Regions from separate parts of the Sus scrofa genome. Here region 1 is linked to region 2. The links are chromatin contacts, called in public HiChIP or PLAC-seq maps. All regions are on one chromosome and are shown on one strand. Each heading gives the region's core, a stretch centred on a gene start, on an enhancer-like site or on the middle of the called end of the contact. The rest is flanking DNA. Distances are from core to core; before and after follow the strand shown. Region 1 has its middle 8.6 kb from the start of CDC42EP2. Region 2 overlaps LOC102163816 (a long non-coding RNA gene).

What was found. HiChIP or PLAC-seq counts read pairs in DNA pulled down with a chosen protein or histone mark.
Region 1: a contact with region 2 is called in an H3K27ac HiChIP or PLAC-seq map of alveolar macrophages. The contact joins two enhancer-like sites. A contact is called at or near these places in 4 of 47 Hi-C or Micro-C datasets (alveolar macrophages, differentiating spermatogonia, liver and 1 more) and 1 of 2 datasets of contacts at active chromatin or transcription factors (alveolar macrophages).

What each region holds. Positions count from the first base shown.
Region 1 is chr2:6,894,031-6,896,924 of Sscrofa11.1, forward strand. No RefSeq gene overlaps it. Among named protein-coding and RNA genes, the nearest start is that of CDC42EP2, 8.6 kb to the right of the region's middle. Within about 2 kb of position 1,536, at least 1 of the 83 cell types and tissues checked has an H3K27ac peak or open chromatin away from gene starts, as enhancers often do. A contact at or near this core is called in alveolar macrophages, where this site is marked.
Region 2 is chr2:6,784,865-6,787,805 of Sscrofa11.1, forward strand. The region is part of intron 2 of LOC102163816 (a long non-coding RNA gene); the gene reads left to right. Among named protein-coding and RNA genes, the nearest start is that of SCYL1, 53 kb to the left of the region's middle. Within about 2 kb of position 1,312, at least 36 of the 83 cell types and tissues checked have an H3K27ac peak or open chromatin away from gene starts, as enhancers often do. A contact at or near this core is called in alveolar macrophages, where this site is marked.

The DNA.
Region 1 (2,894 bases), core at 286-2,785, 110 kb after region 2:
CATGTCCCCCTCTCGTGGCCACTCTGGCTTCCCCTCATGTCCAGCATGAGGTGCTGCCTTCCAGCTGGATGAAGCTGTAGGGAAGGTGTCCTTTTTCTGGTCATCCCCTCCCAGGCAGATGGGGACAAGCCACCCAAGCACTGAGAGGAAGCCTGCAGGCCAGAGGATGCTGGCCCTTCCGCTCCCCACCCTTTGCCTCCACGTGTGAGCAGGGCCTGAAGCTGAACCCCTGTGGGAGGAGAGGGGTGCAGTGGAGTACAAGCTCTGGGGTCTCCCAGACCTGGGTTCAAATCTCACTGGAGATAGTGCAACACCTACTCTTTAAATTATGGCAAACTTTTCAGTTTAGAAGTTCTCGTTTGATCCCTGGCCTTGTTCAGTGGGTTAGGGATCCAGCGTTGCCATGAGCTGTGGTGTAGGTTGCAGACACGGCTCAGATCCCTGCGTTGCTGTGGCTGTGGCGTAGGCCGGCGGCTACAGCTCTGATTGGACCCCTAGCCTGGGAACCTCCATATGCCGCGGGAGTGGCCCAAGAAATGGCAAAAAGACAAAAAAAAAAAGTTCCTGTCATGGCTCAGAGAGTTAAGAACCCGACTAATATCCATGAGGATGCAGGTCTGAGCCTTGGCCTTGCTCAGTGGATTAAAAATTTGGATGCCACAAGCTGTGTTGCAGGTTGCAGATGCAGCTCGGCATTGCTATAGCTACAGTGTAGCCCAGCAGCCACAACTCTACCTCAAAACCCCTAGCCTGGGAATTTCCATGCCGCAGATATGACCCTAAAAAGAAAACAAACAAACAAAAAATTAAGGAGTTCCCTGGTGACCTGGCAGTTAAAGAATCAGATGTTGTCACTGCCGTGGCTCTGGTGACTTCTGTGGCACAGGTTCCATCCCTGGCCTGATACTTCCACAAAAAAAGTTTAGTAGAAATGTAACATTGGGCAGCTTCTATGGAAAATGGCAGTTTCCGCAAGAAATTTAATATAGAATGATCATATGATTCAACAATTCCACTTCTGTGTGTATACACAAAAGAAATGAAAGCAAGGACTCAGATGTTTGTACACCCATGTTCACAGCAGCAATATTCACAAGTGCCAAGAGGTAGAAGCAAGCCAGGTGTCCATTGATGGATGAGTGGAAAAACAAAATGTGGAATATACACACAATGGAATATTATTCAGCCTGTAAAAAGAAGGAAATTTCAGGGCACCCATTGTGGCTTGGTGGGTTCCAAACCCAACTGGTATCCATGAGGATGTGGGTTTGATCCCTGGCCTCGCTCAGTGGGTGAGAGGATCTGGCATTGCTGTGAGCTGCAGTGTATGTCATAGACTCGGCTCGGATGTGGCGTTGCGGTGGCTGTGGTGTAGGTCGGCAGCTGCAGCTCTGATTCAACCCCTAGCCTGGAACTGCCATATACCGTGGATGTGGCCCTTAAAAAATAAATAAATAAATAAAAAAGAAGAAAAAATAAAAGGAAATTTCAAGACATGTTACAGCATGGATAAACCTTGAAGACATTATGCTAAGTGAAATCAGGCAGTCAGAAAAAGACAAATACTGTATGATTCCACTCATATCAGGTCCCTAGGGTGGGCAAATTCGCAAAGACAGAAAGTAGAAGGGTGGGTGCGGGGCACTGGGAGGAAGAATGGGGAGTTAGTGTTTAATGGATACAGAGTTTCACGCTGGGAGGATGCCCAAAGCTTTGAAAATGGATGGTGGGGATGTTTGCAGAATAACACAAATGTCCTTCATGCCTCTGAACCACGCACTTAAAAATGGTTAAAATGGACAATTTTATTTATGTTTTACCACAATTAAAAAAAAAAAAAAAAAAGCACGCACACACCCCCGCCCCCAAAAGGCAGTGTGGCCAAGAAAAATATCTCCTGGTCTAATTCTGCCTCTGCCTCTAGTATGACATCTCTGCCTAGAGGCAGGAAAGGCTGGAGGTGAGGTGGAGTCTGAGATTTGTAGGGTGGAGAGGATGGGACACAAACAGCGGAGAATGGAAGAGGGCATCAGTGGGGCCAGCGCCTGCCTCCAGACCCCAAGCCCCACCTCAGCCACCTTCCCCTCCTCTCTGTCCCCACTGTCCCCAAGCAGGGCCAGGTCTCTTCCCGTATCGGCTTGTTCCTCTTTGACTTTTGGTCCATCTCCCACTTGGCCTGGGCGGTGCCCTTTCTAAAACCTGGGTCTGACCATGTGTGTCTCCTGCTTAAGCTCTTTCAGCAGCTCCCATGGCCTCAGCTTCAGCCTTGCAAGCAAACTCCAAGCCATTGTTTTCTGGCTTCGCAGTCTTGCCTTTTCCAGGCCCCAGGTTCCTTTACGTTACACACTGTAACTTTTCGGGGGGGCTCCACCTGCGCTATGAGGCAGTTCCTGGGCCAGGGATTGCACCTGCACCTTGGCAGTGACAACACCAGATCCGTAACCACTTGGCCGCCAGGGAAACCCCACAGTAACTATTTTTGAATACCTTCCACGTGCAAATTAATAAATATTATCCCAATTTTCTCAACAACCCTGCAAGGTAGGTATCATTGACACTACTTTTTTTTTTTTCTTTCTTTCCTGGCTGCTCCGTGGCACATGGAGTTCCTGGCCAGGGATTAGATCCAAACCATAGTTGTGACCTAAGCCACAGCTGCGGCCATGCCAGATCCTTAACCCACTGTGCTGGGCCTGGGATTGAACCTGCACCCCAGGGCTCCTAAGATGCCGCCAATCCCCTTGTGCCACAGTGGAACTCCCCACTGACTCCACTTTAGAGATGGGGAAACTGAGTCTCACACAGACTTGGTGGGCCTGGGGGACCTAGGCTCCCATTAGGAGCCTATGTTGGCTCCTTTGTCCTTCTCTCGGGTGCCTCAGTGCCTTTGCTTA
Region 2 (2,941 bases), core at 62-2,561:
AATGTATAGTACTGGCTATTTCAAAGATAAAATTTAGAAATACATGTTGAAAAATACAAATCTTTAATTGTTAAAATTTTCTTTCATCATCTGTTACTCCTTTGACTTGGATCAGAGCCCTGACATCTTTTTCTCTGCATCTTGGTGGTCTCATATTTCAAGTTGCAATGTGTAGAATTCAATCTTGCTTTGGGAGCAAAATTTAGCTTTACTCAATTTCCTAACAAAAAACAGCCGTTCACAGACACAGATACTTCCCAATATGGACAGAAACTTTGCTCAATGGTTTCTATATCTACAGTAACTCTTGCTGAGGTACTTGGAGAACTCTGGTATTCTGACGTCATCACACTTCGTTTTCAGGACTGTAGACACTGAAGCTCAATAACTTCCATTTGCAATTTTTTTTTTCTTTTTTTTTTTTGTCTTTTGTCTTTTTAGTGTGGCACCTGCAGCATATGGAGGTTCCCAGGCTAGGGGTCGAATCAGAGCTGTAGCCACCAGCCTATGCCACAGGCACAGCAACACATATCCGAGCTGCACCTGCGACCTACACCACAGCTCACAGCAATGCTGGATCCTTAACCCACTGAGCGAGGCCCAGGATCGAACCCACAACACTCATGTTTCCTGGTTGGATTCGTTAACCACTGAGACACGACAGGAACAACCTTATCTTCAGCAGTGAGGCCTTCCAGGGAGGCTACATGGGCCTGGGAAGGAAAGGGAGAGTGGAGAGTGTTCTCTGAGGAAGCCACAGGAGGACTGGCAAAGGGCGGACGGCTCAGGGATACTCTATTAGCTCTACCTTGATCTGGGCAACTGTCTCCAGGCCGGTCACTTCAAGAGCATGCAGCTCCCAGACGTGGACAAACAGCTGTATCTTGGCGACCTGACAGAGAAGAGTGAGGTCAGGAGCGGGGAGACGTAGGGTGAGAGGGGTGGGAGTACAGGACAGTTCTTGGGTCCGAAGGGCGCTTGTGCAGCGGACCGCATTCTTAGGAGAATCGTGAGGCAGAGCTGGCCAGAGCCCGTACGAGGGGCACAAGCGGGGCAGGTCAGGACCTGCTTCCTGGTCCTCGGAGCCCTGCAGCCGTCAGTCCCTCAGGTTTCACGGTTCCGTTCTACCAGGATCTTACCTGGACCCTGTCTCGCGACGCCGCTGTAACCGTGGAAACACAATTCAGAAGCGGGCGCGAACATATCCGCCACTAGGGGCGCAGTGCGTCCCTGCCGCGAGCCTTCTCACGCCTTCCACTGGGGCCACACCCCCTCCTTTTGCCACGCCCCTCCACGATCTGCGCAGGCGCGGGCACCGGCCTGGGCGCCGAGGCTTTCGGAGGGGTTGGCCAAGGTGGCTGCGCGCGTGTTCCGTCCGGCACTTGGTGAGCTGGAAAGTTGGCTCCCTGCCCGACTGTGGACCGCGGGAAATGATGGGAGCCGCTAGGTCTAGCACTCTTAGGAAGGCCCAGATTTTTGTCGGGACCTCGGAACAATGAGTTTTTCTCCTTCAAGATGACATTTTTTAAAAGCAGAGACAGGGTTTTGGGGCGCACAGGGTAGACGGTATGACGTGGCTTCAGGTGTGGCTAGCAGAGGTTTTCGCCCAGGATGGGGAGGCGGCGGAGGTCACAGTTGGCCGCAGCTACTGAAAGCACATTTGGTGCGGCTGCCTTATTTCACTTAGGCAGGGGGAAGGAGGCAGGTGTGGAGGTGAAACTGCCCGGATCGGTGGGTCCCAGAGCCTCGGTGCCCCAGCTTTGCAGTCCCTTTCTTGTAACCTTCAGGCCTAGTCCAGCACTGGACTCTGGTTCTGGAAAGAGAAATACTCGAAGAGCGTCCTTAAGGCAGAATAGTTAAGTTACAAATTGTAGAAAAAAAATCTACAACTCAGAATTTAACCCTCCCCAGCCCTAAATTTCAGTGAAGCTGGGTAAAAATAACTAGGTAAGTTGGTCCCAGAAAAATAGACTTAAATATTGAAAACTTTAAATCTTGGCCTTGTGTAATGGTTCAGACTTTGTAGCCAGACCGAGTTCAAATCTCAGCTCCGTTCTGTATGACTTATAATGTTATGACCTTGGACAAGTCACATGATCTTTGTACCTCAGTTTTCTTTTTCTTTTTGACTTTTTAGGGCCATACCTGCAGCATATGGAAGTTCCCAGGCTAGGGGTCGAATAGGAGCTATAGGTGCCAGCCTACTCCACAGCCACTGCAATGCAGGATCTGAGCCTGATCTATACCACAGCTCATGGGAACATGGGACCCTTAACCCACTGAATGGGGCCAGGGATTGAACCCATGTCCTCATGGATACTAGTTAGGTTCATTACCACTGAGCCAGGACGGGAACTTCTGCAGTTAGCTTCTTTAACCCACTGTGCCACAGCGGGAACTCCTCATCCCTTTTTTTCTTCCTTGCTATGCCAGCAGCATCCCAGAGCCCTCAAAGCACATACTGTGTCCCATCCTTTATTTGGGAGTGGAGGTGTTGAGAGTGTGCCATGGCTTGTAGAAGTTCCTGGGCCAGGGATCAAACCTGCACCATAGCAGTGACAACACTGGGTCCTTAACCCACTGTGCCCCCAGGGAACTCCTGCTGTGTCTTGAGTGCTAGCACCTCCACTCCATGTGAGCCCAGGATATGGGGGTAGCGTGAAGGCTCTCGGGGACCTCCAGGTGCACTGTGAGGACAATAGCATCCAGCACCTTTGCCCTTGGCATTGGTGGAAGAGCCCACTCCCACACCTCATGGTCTGCTGAACCTGTGGTTGGCTGGGTGGGAATGGGATCTATGGTGAGATCCCCCAGAGCAGGCATCCCTCCTCCTGGGGAGGAGACAGAGGGCAGATGGGGAAAGGTGAAGCACCCAGAAGACCTCAGTGGCAGGATGCCCCCAGCAGGCCTGTTCTTGGCCTTGCCTCTCTCTTCCATCCCT